Linked DNA regions of Mus musculus: regions 2, 3 and 4 are each linked to region 1. Evidence: chromatin contacts called from public HiChIP or PLAC-seq and Micro-C data. All regions are on one chromosome and are shown on one strand. Each heading gives the region's core, a stretch centred on a gene start, on an enhancer-like site or on the middle of the called end of the contact. The rest is flanking DNA. Distances are from core to core; before and after follow the strand shown.

Region 1 (3,141 bases), core at 331-2,830:
AATGGCTCCCCGAAGTCTCCTTTGGAACAGGCTGAGGGGAGAGTTTTGTAGGGGTTTCCTCATGCTTTTTTTGTTTGTTTGTTTGTTTCTGAAGACCAAGCCTGCACAGATGAATATGAAGGTGAGGAGTGTCTGGACACTGAGGGAAGGAGCTGGGAGCTATTTGCTCCTAGCTGCCAGGCATCCCCTGTGAAATAGCAGGCACCTGTAGAGGGAGTAGGCAAAGCCCTTGGCACCATGACATCCTGGATAGGTATCCTGTGAATACCCTTTCAAACTTTTTCCACCTTGTGCACAAATGGTTTATATTTAAGAATCGATTGATTGATTGATTGATTGATTGACTGATTGATTGATTTTTAGTTTTTCGAGGCAAGATTTCTCTGTGCAGACTTGGCTGTCCTGGGACTTGCTCTGTAGACCAGGCTGGCCTTGAACTCCCAGAAATCTTCCTGTCTTGGGAGAGCTGGGGCTAAAGGCCTGCACCACCATTGCCCGTCTATTATTTTTAATAGTCAACGGCATATAAGATTATAGATAACAGAGAGGAGAAAACCGCACTCTGGGTCACATCCAGCTGTTGTTCGTGAATGCACGCCCTTTCTATCTTCGGTTGGGATCTGGAATTCTGGAGGAGGGAGGGGAGGGGAGGGTGTCACAGAACTCACATCTTGTCACCCACCCTCCCTGTTGTCCTTGTGGCTTTCTTTTGCTCGGAAGCGGCCTCCTACTAGGTGTGTAGAGACATTCAGCAAGTGTGACGGTGGCAATCTGCTTGCCACTTGTCACTCCAACTTGCCCCCACCCAGCAAGGCTCCTCCAAACCGCCCTGGTGGGCAGCTGGGTCTGAGATTCCTTGTGGGCATTTCTGCAGGCGTCCAGACCCATCAGCCCCATGAATTCAATTCAGAGAAATGGGTTCTCTACGCAGGGAGTACCCGAGACCTGCTCCTCTAGCCCCGTGGTGGCCACAGGCGTCTGTCCCACTCCACCTACCACAACGCTCAGAGGCCTGCGGTTCCACCGTGCATCCCGCCGCCCGAGGTGCCAGCAACTTTGTTGACTGAATTCCTGAACCCATCCCAACCACAGGATAAAAATAGCTGGCGCTCCCGGGCAGCTCGGGAGTCACCGGTGTCAGGATAGTTAGAGGTCCCCATTCTGGAGACTCCAGGCCACTTGGGCCTGGTGCGGGACACAGCCAGCTAGACCACCTAATGGATCTGAGACACCGAAGGAGTACCCTGGACGAGGGCCTCCTCAGCTTCCCTGCACTCTCTGGCTTTACGATCCTGGAACCTCAGAATCTGCCACTTGGTCTCGCGCCCTCTGCTGTGCAGTCCCATGCGGCGGCCACCAGGGGGCCCTGCCCACTCCTCTTGCCGACGGCCCTTCCCCACCCCTTCCCACAGCTGTTTCCCGCAGGAGATTGACAGCTGGGCTCCGGGTTGCCATGGGGATAGGCAAATGAGGGCGGCAGGTCTGGGGCTCCGATTGGCCCGGGGGCGTCGGCCCCCACCTGGGGAGGCGGGCCCAGAAGCGCGTCTCTATAAAGGCTTGTGCGGCTCTGCGCCGGGCCGAGGGAGGCGGGGCCGGCCGGCAGCGCGGGTGGGGCGCGGGGCGGGGCCGGGCGGGAGAGCCCGGAGCGCGGCTGAGCCCGGGGCGCGGCCTCTGCACCCTCCAGGCCAGGACCGCGGAGGAACAGAAGGAGGAGGAGGGCAGGATTGGGGGCCCTGCGCCCGCTCGTAGCGGGCCGGGGGGCCACCCGAGAGGCCTGGCCGGCGGCGTCCCCTGAGCACAGCCCAGAGTTGACAGCAGGAAACTTTTGCTGCTGCGCCCTTCGGCGGCGCGACCAGAGCCTGAGCCCACCGCGGCCCGGGGGGGAGCTAGGGGGAGAGAGGCCCGCGGCTCCCCCCACGCTCCCCCGCCGCCCGTCGGGGCGCGGCCGGGCGCGGCGGCGGGGCTGGGGCCCCGGGCGATGGCCGCGGAGCTGGCGATGGGCGCAGAGCTGCCCAGCAGCCCACTGGCCATCGAGTACGTCAACGACTTCGACCTGATGAAGTTCGAGGTGAAGAAGGAGCCGCCCGAGGCCGAGCGCTTCTGCCACCGCCTGCCGCCCGGCTCGCTGTCCTCGACGCCCCTCAGCACGCCCTGCTCCTCGGTGCCCTCTTCGCCCAGCTTCTGCGCACCCAGCCCGGGCACAGGCGGCGGCGCGGGCGGCGGGGGCAGCGCGGCTCAGGCCGGGGGCGCCCCGGGGCCGCCGAGTGGAGGCCCCGGCACTGTCGGGGGCGCCTCAGGAAAAGCGGTGCTGGAGGATCTGTACTGGATGAGCGGGTACCAGCACCACCTGAACCCCGAGGCGCTCAACCTGACGCCGGAGGACGCGGTGGAGGCGCTCATCGGCAGCGGCCACCACGGCGCGCACCACGGCGCGCATCACCCGGCGGCTGCTGCGGCCTATGAGGCCTTCCGGGGTCAGAGCTTCGCGGGCGGCGGCGGCGCGGACGACATGGGTGCCGGCCACCACCACGGCGCACACCACACTGCCCACCATCATCACTCTGCCCACCATCACCATCACCACCATCACCACCACGGAGGCTCTGGCCACCACGGCGGAGGCGCGGGTCACGGCGGAGGCGGCGCAGGCCACCACGTGCGCTTGGAGGAGCGCTTCTCCGACGACCAGCTGGTATCCATGTCCGTGCGGGAGCTGAACCGGCAGCTCCGCGGCTTCAGCAAGGAGGAGGTCATCCGACTGAAACAGAAGCGGCGCACGCTCAAGAACCGCGGCTACGCGCAGTCGTGCCGCTTCAAGCGGGTGCAGCAGCGGCACATTCTGGAGAGCGAGAAGTGCCAGCTCCAGAGCCAGGTGGAGCAGCTGAAGCTGGAGGTGGGGCGTCTGGCCAAGGAGCGGGACCTGTACAAGGAGAAATACGAGAAGTTGGCGGGCCGGGGCGGCCCCGGGGGCGCGGGCGGGGCCGGCTTCCCTCGGGAGCCCTCGCCAGCGCAGGCTGGCCCCGGGGCGGCCAAAGGCGCACCCGACTTCTTTCTGTGAGTGCCGGACCCTGGGCCTCGCCACGGCCGGGGACAAGTTTGCGCAGGCCGCCCCGGTCTCGGTTCAGACTCTGAGGCCCGGGA
Region 2 (3,160 bases), core at 278-2,777, 530 kb after region 1:
TCCACAAGTAACAGACCCAACATTTGCTCCAAAGCCACACTCAGCCACCTTTTATAGGCCACAGGGCACATACCCACAATAACTTCTTCTTCCTGAGTAACACAGAATCCATCAGAGTAGGGGCAGGTCATTGTTTTGCAGGAAGTCTCAAGTGGGACCCCCAGGCAACAGTAGCACTCCAGCCCCTGAGCTGAGAAAGAAGACAATACATGAGTGCTAGGGCATGCCCTTCCTAGGCCAAACATGTCCTCTCAATGTCTTTAAGTCCACACAGCTGCTGGCCACTAGAACAGAGCAAGGACATTGCTGCCCATTCACCTCCACGAAAAGCAAAAGCAAAACAAGAGCATCCATTGTTCAAATGTGCTCTGTACTGCTGTCTCAACTAGCCAGCCCCACAGAAGAGACCTGCACCCCTAGAGGTATTTGAGACACATTCACCATATTGGGAAGACATAGATACCAAATGTCTGCTGAACCTGTGAGTGGGTGTGTAAGTAGTTACTGGGGCCCTCAGATGGAGAGGGCTCTTCTGACCTGTCCCACCCTTAACATGCAGAGCTGGCCCCTGGTTATTGGCCCATGACAGATCACATAACTTCCCACTGTCCAGCTCAAAGCTGAGGCTCACTATGAGGCTTCCCCAAATAAAGATGTGACTAGAAGTATAGAGGCATCTGAGAGCTCAGAGCTCTTAGAGTTGTGAAGTTCTGGCATTCAGGTCTCATTGGCTGGGGCAAAAGGAAAAGCCAAATGTCAGGCATTAAGGATTCCACACCACTTAACTTGGCAGCTGGGAGGAAAAGAAGGCTCTGCCAGTTTGTGTGCACACAGGCCAGTGTCCTGACTGGGAGGCCAGGGCAGCAGGGTAGAGTCTAAGGACAGACTGCTCTGGTGGCCAGGGTTCCTGGCACAGGTAGTGAGGTCCAAGAGTCCTTCTGGCATGTTTTGATTGTTGCAAAGCAGGGTCTGGTTTACAGACCCAGTAAAGCACCCCAGCACAGGAGGCTTCACCCACCACAAGCAAATCCCCAGTCGACTGGCCACAGCATACCCAGGGTCCTGGGCACACAATAGGAGTACCTACAACCCTGAGGCCCTTTTCCATCTCCATTGTACCCTCCTGCTCCTCTCCCATTTTCCATCTCACCTCCTTCTGCACACAATAGGGCCACAAGAAGGATGAACACACAGGTCCTTGTAGCATGAGAACTGTCCATCCTTGGAGAAAGGGTACACAGATAAAACCTTGGAAGTTGGAGCCAGTTAATAAATCACCAATCACATCCCTGGGCTCTCACAGAGCTCAGGCATCCAATCTTCCCTCCCTCCAACCCCCACACAGCTTTCACCAAGGAATACATGTCTGTCTACTTCTCTCACCCACCACCCACCCAGCGTTTCCTTCATAATCCCACACTCCCACCACAGCCCTATCCTGAGGGCTCTTCCCTTTGTCACCTAGCAGCTCCCTCCTGACACCAGTCCTTACTTCCTCCCGGACCAGGTTGCAGGCACAGTGGAAAGGTCAATCAGATGTGGACTGAAGTACTTTACTCTTTCCCCAGCTCCTCCCAGCTGGATTCCTGAAAAGGGAGGGGCTTCAGTACTTACTTCCTTCTGACCATCATGTTTATTTTGTAAGAGATAGCATGGTTTGTTGGTGACCTAGTCAGCTAGATTTATATCAGTTGGTGAGGGACAACCACTCAGTTGGGGCGGGACCATTATTCAGGAGGACTAGGATGTCAGAAGAGCAGGGGCCACAGGTGACTTGTGCTTGCCATTCAGAAAGCAAGGTAAGGGGGCAAATGTTTGTGAACCTACAACCTCTCATGCCTTTCTCACAGCGGCTGGCTCCTTTCTATTCACTTCTATAAGATTCGGGATGCACTTTAGACTTTCCTCTTAGGTCAGATGTTAGGCACGTCTGATTAGGTTCTCTCCTATCTTTTACAAGCCCTAGGCAGAGGGGAGAGGAAGCCAGAGAAACGGGCAGTTTACATTGTTGGAACTAAAGTCCACAGATTCTTTCTCATTATTTTTTCCTTTTAGTCTTGAAGGCTGGGTTTGAGAGATGAGAGATGGCTTGCAGATACTTTGGTACCTGTTGGAGTGGCTAGATCACGGCACAAAGCCCCTCTCTGATGGATATTAGAGCAGGGTGGGGGGAAGAGATTTAACTATAATTTGACTTCTAAGTTACAACAATAGTGGGCCGATGATGTCCAGATAGCTTCCTTACCAAGAATAAAAAGACTAGTGAGAAATAGTTGTCTAAATAATATCACAGATGGATTCAAATCTAATGTATAGGGAGTGTGATCTCCTGAATTGTTTAAAAAGAATATACCTTACTTTTAAAAAGAATTATGTTTTCACCATATGTAATAGCATTCATATTCTCATGTGCTTTTAAATTTTTAAAATATTTTTAAATTAAGCTGTTACATCATTTCCCCCTTCCTTTCCTCCCATATAACCCACTTGGACTCCCAAATTTTATTTTATTGTTGTTATCCCCAAACAAAAACACTTGAACACATATGTTCCTGACTATATAAATACAAGGTGCTCAGGCTGTATAATGTTAGTTGTAGGAATCTGATTTCAGAGCTGAGTACTTGGCCTTAGTTTGGGAGCTCTTCCCCATGGAAGACTGTTTAACTCTCACAATTACTTTTTGGTACCTGCAGTTCTTTGTCTAAGGCTGGGACCTACAAGGTTTACCCTTCTGTGATAGCGGGTCTGTCTGTTTTTGTTATCTGGAGCCAAGTCTTGTTTAGGCAGCCATGCTGTCAAGATTTCATAGGTATGAGAACACTTCCTACTTGTCAGGGTCAAAGGGACTGCCACTCTCCCAAATTCTGGCACCCATTTCCTTCTTTCCCAAACCAGTCATTCATCATTGCTATCAGAAGGGACAAGTGGCACTCTGTGGTACCTACTGGCATACCAAGACAGGCCCTGGCCTTCAGGCTCCCTCAGTACCTGTGGCTCCTCTCAGCTGTTCTCACCTGACCCCTGTCCTAAACATCCCTTGCTTCTCATTCCTATATAACCCTGCCATTTGAACCATGAACCTTCTTGTCCCCCCCCCTTCCTTTTGCTCTCTCCTTTTGTCTTCCTCTCTTTTTCATCCTCCATCACTCCCCCCCCC
Region 3 (3,051 bases), core at 502-3,001, 550 kb before region 1:
AGCAGGCAATGGAGTGGCGTAGCATGGAGGAATTCAAGATTGTCCCTGTGGAGTCCAGGGAAGAGCAGACTCAGCAGCAGGCCACCTTGCTGACAGACATCCCACAGACTTGTTCTCCCACCTACCCAGCAGCAGTACCTAAGGCCCAGGGCTGTTCCTGGCAAACGCCTAGCCGGCAGGGGTCCTGAAAGCAGCTGAAGAGTTTATGGCCCTGCTCCTTGGCATGATCTGTGGAGAAAAGCCGTTTCTCAGTGGGCAGAGCTGGGTCTCTTGGCTCCACCTCACCCCAGCTTCTTACCTTGGGAGCAGTTGTCAAAGTTTAGATCTCCCAGGAGGACGCTGAAGGCTACAGCCTCATCACTCTGCCGGTTCTCAGCCTCGAACTCTTCCACCCATTCCAGCAGCAGCGTTAGCTGTTTGCAGCGAATATGTCCATCCTCTGAGAGGAGAGATGAAGTTGGCTTAGCCCAGAGTAGGGATCTAAGACCTCACCCTGTGGGTCCTGATCTGTAAACCACCCAAGGCATTTCTTGGGATGTCTGGGGCAGAGAACATTGGGATGTGGGGACAGACGTGTTGGTAAGGTTAAGGGACCTACTGCCTTCGAAGGAGAGAAGAGGGGCTACCTACCCACATTTCAAACCCTCCTGCAGGGCTCACCAACGGGTGCATGCAAATGTGTACAATGAAGGTATCCCACGATGGGGTGCCCGTCCACGATGCCTAGCTGCGCCTGCAACACCACCCACAGTTCCAGGTCTTCTTGCTCTCCTGGTTAAATCTATTGCTTACGCTCTCCCCGCTAGGGCTCACTGCAGCCTGGGTTAGTACCTGGACTGATAGTAGACCTTTGGAGGCCATGGCGTCCTCGCGACGAGCGTTAGGAAAGCAACGGAAGGTGGCACGCAGCAACGGGTAGCGCGAGGCCAGTAGAAGCCCACTGCCCAGTACCTTGATGTACGGCCCAGCCATTAAGCCAAATGTGCCCACATCATATATCACCGGGCCCAGATTTGGTACCAAGACACGCACAAGACGACGAGCTGCGCGGAGGTCGAACACTTCCTGCAGACACACGAAGTCCAAGCCCATAGGTAATGTGGCCTTCAGCTCACCACCAGGCACCCTAGGCGGCGGCTGACTGCATTCGGAAACCCTATACTGTGACGATTGAAGGCTATCTAGCAGTGCGGCCCCTACAGCCTCGGCGCGCTGCAGGCTGTGCGACAGGTTGTTAAAATGAGCCAGCCCGTGGGGCAATAGGCACAGATTAGCAGTGAGAAAGACAAAGCAGCGCCGGCGCTCAGCAGGCGGATGCCAGGGCTGTGGCCACACCCAGCATGCCGGAGGGGGCTGATAGCAGAAGGGGCGGCGCCAGACCTGGAGGGGCAGCCAGAGCGCAAGGCCGACCAACGCTAAGGGTAGGCCGACCACCACCAGTGGTAGCAACACCCCACTTCCTGCCAGGACTTTGAACCACCCCAAGCTTTTGGATCGGACGCTTGGTGCCCAGCAGCCCAGCAACTGGTCCAGGGACCAGTAAGTCGGGAAAAGCAGCACGCGGGATAAACTGTAGAGGGCTTGCAGCACTGGGTTCGGGAAAGGTGAAGGCCTCAGGGCGTTGGGTGTCAGGGGCCAGTCCTCTTGGGGCACTGGGCTCCTTCGCCGCGAAATGTCAGGGAGACTCATTGGTTTCCAGCGGCGGCGGAGGTCAAGACCAGGTGGCACAACCTGTGCGCGCCGCTAGTAATGCCCGGACGTCCCGCGAGCCTGAGTGCTGGCCACTGGCCCCACCCACTCAGAACTTCTGTGGCGGTTGGAAACGAACAACAATTTAAAAAAAAAAAAAAACCCGTAAAAGAAATCCGAGCTTTACAGCCCTGCCCTATTTCCTCCTTGTACTTGCGGGGGTCCACTTAGTGCTTCGGAGAAAAACTTAGGGCCCTGCCTACTCTCCCCTCCCCCACCCCTCCAATACACTTTACAGCCTGACTACTCACAGCCAGGTAGGTTCACCACAGCCTCTCAATCCGGTGCCTGGCTTAGTGCAGAGACTCAGCACCGATGGCTTGCAGAGGCTGAGACTTCAAACCCGGGGAGGGACCGTTAGTTCTACACCTGAGGCAGCTTGCCCAGACAGGTAAAAGGAAATCCTCCATTCTATGAGCCCTGTAACAGACTTAAGTTCTTTTAATTCTGTGTTTTATTTTTGTTTGTTTTGTTTTGTTTCTCGGGGCAGGGTTTCTCTGTGACTCTGGCTGTCCTGGAACTTGCTCTGTAGACCAGGCTGGCCTCGAACTCACAGAGATCTGCCTGCCTCTGCCTCCGGATTGCTGGGATTAAAGACATGTACCAGCACCGCCCCTCTTGACTTTAGTTTCTTGACAATGATCCCTTGGGCTTTCACAGACTTTTCTTGGCTCCCCTTGGAAGTCTGACTCCTTAACTCCAGCTGTGAGCCAGCAAACACCCTGACATCGACCATCAGTGTCTCTTAAGTAACCCATCAGGTTTGTCTTGGCTGGCGATCTTCAGCCGGCTTGCCAGGATAGTCCTGGAGACTTTGGATGAAGGCAACTGTTGATGAGCTGGGCAGTCTGGGCAGAAGGCATTGAACTCTGCAGGGCAGGTGGGGGTGGGGGTGGGGGTGGGGCGAGGTATCCCAGCTGGAGAACCATGCCTCTTTCTAACCGGAAGTTGTATTGGTACTGATAGATTCCTGTTTGAATCCGCCCCCCCCCCCCCAAGGCTCTGCTGTTCCTTGACTGGCAAGAACTGGTTTTCTAAGTCCCTAGTTCTTTTATTCCTTTCTGCCTTGTCACTGCCCTAGCGCCTGCAACTTCAGGCAAGCCAGAAACTACTCCAGGCTTTTCCACACTGCCCTTCTCATGAACCAACCCCATTTTGGTCTCCACTCTTCTAGAAACACCACGATGTTTCCAATCTCAGCCTACCCATTGATTTCAATACCCCCCTCCCACAAGGGCCCCAATTTTTCCAACCCATGTTCCTTTTTTTTCATTTATTTATTCATTTTACATCCCCATAGAT
Region 4 (3,119 bases), core at 87-2,586, 600 kb before region 1:
TGCCAGTGGGATTAGGGCAGCACTACCTGGGAATGTGGGAAGCCAGCATGGCTACCTAGCTCCAAAGGGCTCCACTTTCAGCCTTTCCACCCACTAGCAGAGTACTGTTTGCAGCTCGAGCTAACCTTGAGTCCACCATGGAGCTCATCTTCCTCACCTTACCTGCCCCTGAGAACTCAGCACTGGCTGACAGGGAGATGATCCTATGCATGAGCATGGCATGTCCAGGTTCTACCTCAATCTCAAGTACTATATACTGGGGCTGGCTGGGGGCCCCACCCACTCTCGACATTCCTACTCCATTGACATTCTGCAGGCATCCTCAGACTGTTGTAAGGTCCTCAATAAGAACCTGCTATCCGGTTCGGAACGGGGCATCTGGGGTTTCAAGCCTTGAGGGTCACCTGTATGGGTGCTCCTCCCGGGTTCTATGGGTTGCTTCACTGCTTCCTGTCAAGAGGAGGAAACCCATGAATTCTTCAATTCTATTTGCAAGTATGCCTAATTCGTACTTCGTACGTCGAAGTGTGTAGGATGGGCAGACACACCACCTCTGCTGGCGCAGGCCAGTGGTCTCCTGGCATTGCTGCCCTGCAAGCCTAGAGGTACCAGCAGATTCGTAGCGGGAAACTACAAGCCCCAGGAGGCAGTGCACCAAGAGAGGCGCTCCAGCCCCAAGCAGCATAAGAACTACAAGTCCCATGAGGCACTGCAGCAGCGCGAGGCCCGCCGGGGACTGTGGTTCCCGCAAGCCCGGACCGCTTGGCGCACAAGGCGGACACCCACCTGCCAGAATTGGGCTAGATCAAGCCAGGGTAGACGGGTTGTTTAGTGTCGGTGCCGAGGTGACGGCGGCGCGGGCTTTGCGCAGCGCGGGTTCCTCAGGACTGGAGGGCGGCGCCGCGGCCTCCACTCGGGCCGCACTGTATCCGGGGGAAGAAGCTTCGCGGCGACGTCCCGTTACTCCAGGCCCTGCCGGCCCATACGGGCTGCAGCCGCGACATAGCCTCGCCCCCCTGCAACGCCCGCTTTCGCGACCAACCTGCCGCGGACCGCCGAGATCGTACCAGCCAGAGAACGAAACAGCGACCTCCGCCTCCCCCGACCCGACAACAACAAGCGTCCGACGGGCCCAACCCCACTCCTCTGAATGGTCCACTTTAACCACAGGGCCAGACCACGAGAAACCTTATTGGTGGACTCCTCCGCCACTCGGCTTCACCTTCCACTTCTACTGGCTGCATAGCTTGTCTGTCTCGCACTCGCTAACGAACCCGCCTCCCCTCTTGGTGTTGATTGGTTAGAACCATGCCCGCCCCGCCCCCAGGAGCCAACCCTCTTCCTAGAGTGGTCCACGGTTACGAAGAGCCTCTGCTGTGCTTATGTGTGTTTGTGTGCATTGGTGCCTGGTTCCTTCCGGGAACTGGTATTGTCTTGTGTAGGGCAGCAGCTGTCGTTCGTTCGAACCTTTAAGAAAAGTTCATCCTTGCCTTCTTTTTGTGACCGGTGACCGGTCTGTGACACTGTCTCGGGTCCTGCTGAAAGGTGACTAGCTTGGCCGGACCGTGCCTGGAGATCTGGGACCATTCCTATCGCTTAGCGAGCCATCAGGCTCTGGTAGTGCGCAGCATCGGGTCCTTCTTGTTCTCCAAGCTCTGGGGCATCCGGAACCGAGGCTCACAGTCCGAGTTTCTGGCCGGCGGAAGTACTCGACAGTTCTCTATCACGGAAGCACTCTCGGAGAGTCAGGACTCCGCCGGATCAGAAATGTCGCCGCCCGCCGGCGGTGCGGCAGTGGCTGCAGACCCTGCCTCACCTGTGGTGCTCCTGGCAGTGCACGCGGCGGTCAGGCCCCTGGGCGCTGGACAGGATGCCGAAGCGCAGCCGCGGAAGCTGCAATTGATAGCGGACCCTGAGCGGCCTGGACGCTTCCGGCTAGGACTGTTAGGCACCGAGCCTGGGGCGGTGAGTGTGGGCCCGATTCTGGAATCAACTTTCTTTCGATTACCTTGACGACAGTCCTTAAGCAGTTATTTTTCTTGATTGCCTGTAAAAGTGGGAATAATGCTGATACCTAATTTACAAATCTTGTGAGGAATTGGTAAGATAACAGGCGAGAAAAGTTCAGAGCCGTAAAGATTACCTCGTTCCTTTTCCTTTCACATTCGTGTGGGTAACGAAGAGGAACCACCGACCGAGTACTCTTCCCTGTTCAGGTCAGTTTAGAATGGCCCTTGGAGGCTATTTGTTACACCGTCCGTGGGCCTAACCAACACGAGCTGCAGCCTCCCCCTGGAGGTCCTGGAACCTTCAGCGTGCACTTCCTCGACCCCGAGGAAGCACAGCAGTGGGCAGCACTGGTGCGAGATGCCACCGCAGAAGGACAAAATGGTCAGTGTTGTGAAATAAATGCTTATTTGAATATGTCCGGGCCACCTGGTCGAGGTTGGGGGTAGTGATGGAAAAGCTGGGCACCTAGGAAGGCTTCCAAGAGGAAGGAAGTGGAGAAATAAGAGGTTCAAGAGCTGACCCCAGTACCAGACAAGTAAGAAAAAGAAGAGCAAGCATTGCTGCAGGACTAAGAGTTTAAGGAAAATGGGATTGTATTCAGTGGAAAAACAACAGAGACTTAAAGATAGAAACTCCACAGTGTAGACAAGGCTAAAGGAGGCCAGAGGATCTTAGGAGATGGAATTGATAGGTCTTGTGGTTGTTCAAATGGAAGAGTTAGTGATTATGACTGAGCTAGAAGAACCACTTAGTATGAGGCTTATATCCAGTGCCTGCTTGGAAAAGCATGGACATGGCTGGGACTCTGGAGAGGTAAAGACTGGGAGTTGGAGAAGTCACCCAAAGTCACCAGGAGAAGCATAGAGAAAAGAGGGCCTTGGATGTAGACCAGTGGTTCACAACCTTCCTAATGCTTCAACCTTTTAATATAGTTTTAATACAGTATGGCCCCCAGCCATACATTTATTTTCATTGCTACTTTAATAACTGTAATTTTGCCGCTGTTATAAATTGTAATGTGTAAGTATGTTTTCCAGTGGTCTTAGGTGACCCCTGTGAAAGGGTCATTCCACTCCCAAAGCATTGAAACCCACAAGTTGAGAACCACT

Evidence for each region. Hi-C and Micro-C count contacts between places; a contact is called where the count stands out from the background. HiChIP or PLAC-seq counts read pairs in DNA pulled down with a chosen protein or histone mark.
Region 2: an H3K27ac HiChIP or PLAC-seq map of extraembryonic endoderm stem cells shows a contact between it and region 1, with 6 times the contacts expected there. The contact joins the promoter of Ly6g2 here to the promoter of Mafa in region 1. A contact is called at or near these places in 1 of 39 promoter capture datasets (liver) and 1 of 115 datasets of contacts at active chromatin or transcription factors (extraembryonic endoderm stem cells).
Region 3: a contact with region 1 is called in a Micro-C map of embryonic stem cells, with 2.4 times the contacts expected there. The contact joins the promoter of Smpd5 here to the promoter of Mafa in region 1. A contact is called at or near these places in 1 of 484 Hi-C or Micro-C datasets (embryonic stem cells) and 1 of 115 datasets of contacts at active chromatin or transcription factors (pancreatic cancer cells).
Region 4: an HNF4G HiChIP or PLAC-seq map of pancreatic cancer cells shows a contact between it and region 1. The contact joins the promoter of Sharpin here to the promoter of Mafa in region 1. A contact is called at or near these places in 2 of 115 datasets of contacts at active chromatin or transcription factors (bone marrow-derived macrophages and pancreatic cancer cells).

The regions. Positions count from the first base shown.
Region 1 is chr15:75,746,760-75,749,900 of GRCm38.p6, reverse strand. Mafa (v-maf musculoaponeurotic fibrosarcoma oncogene family, protein A (avian)) reads left to right here and starts at 1,580. Exons shown (of 1, transcript NM_194350.2): 1 at 1,580-3,141. The coding sequence starts at 1,979. The coding sequence ends at 3,058.
Region 2 is chr15:75,214,745-75,217,904 of GRCm38.p6, reverse strand. It overlaps Ly6g2 (lymphocyte antigen 6 complex, locus G2), which reads right to left and starts at 1,527. Exons shown (of 5, transcript NM_001371105.1): 1 at 1,493-1,527; 2 at 1,151-1,221; 3 at 74-190. The coding sequence starts at 1,220.
Region 3 is chr15:76,293,072-76,296,122 of GRCm38.p6, reverse strand. Smpd5 (sphingomyelin phosphodiesterase 5) reads right to left here and starts at 1,751. Exons shown (of 7, transcript NM_001195537.2): 1 at 832-1,751; 2 at 661-733; 3 at 299-439; 4 at 139-228; 5 at 1-45. The coding sequence starts at 1,689.
Region 4 is chr15:76,349,327-76,352,445 of GRCm38.p6, reverse strand. Sharpin (SHANK-associated RH domain interacting protein) reads left to right here and starts at 1,336. Exons shown (of 9, transcript NM_025340.2): 1 at 1,336-1,965; 2 at 2,217-2,391. The coding sequence starts at 1,768. Maf1 (MAF1 homolog, negative regulator of RNA polymerase III) reads right to left here and starts at 1,152. Exons shown (of 8, transcript NM_026859.3): 1 at 787-1,152; 2 at 1-26.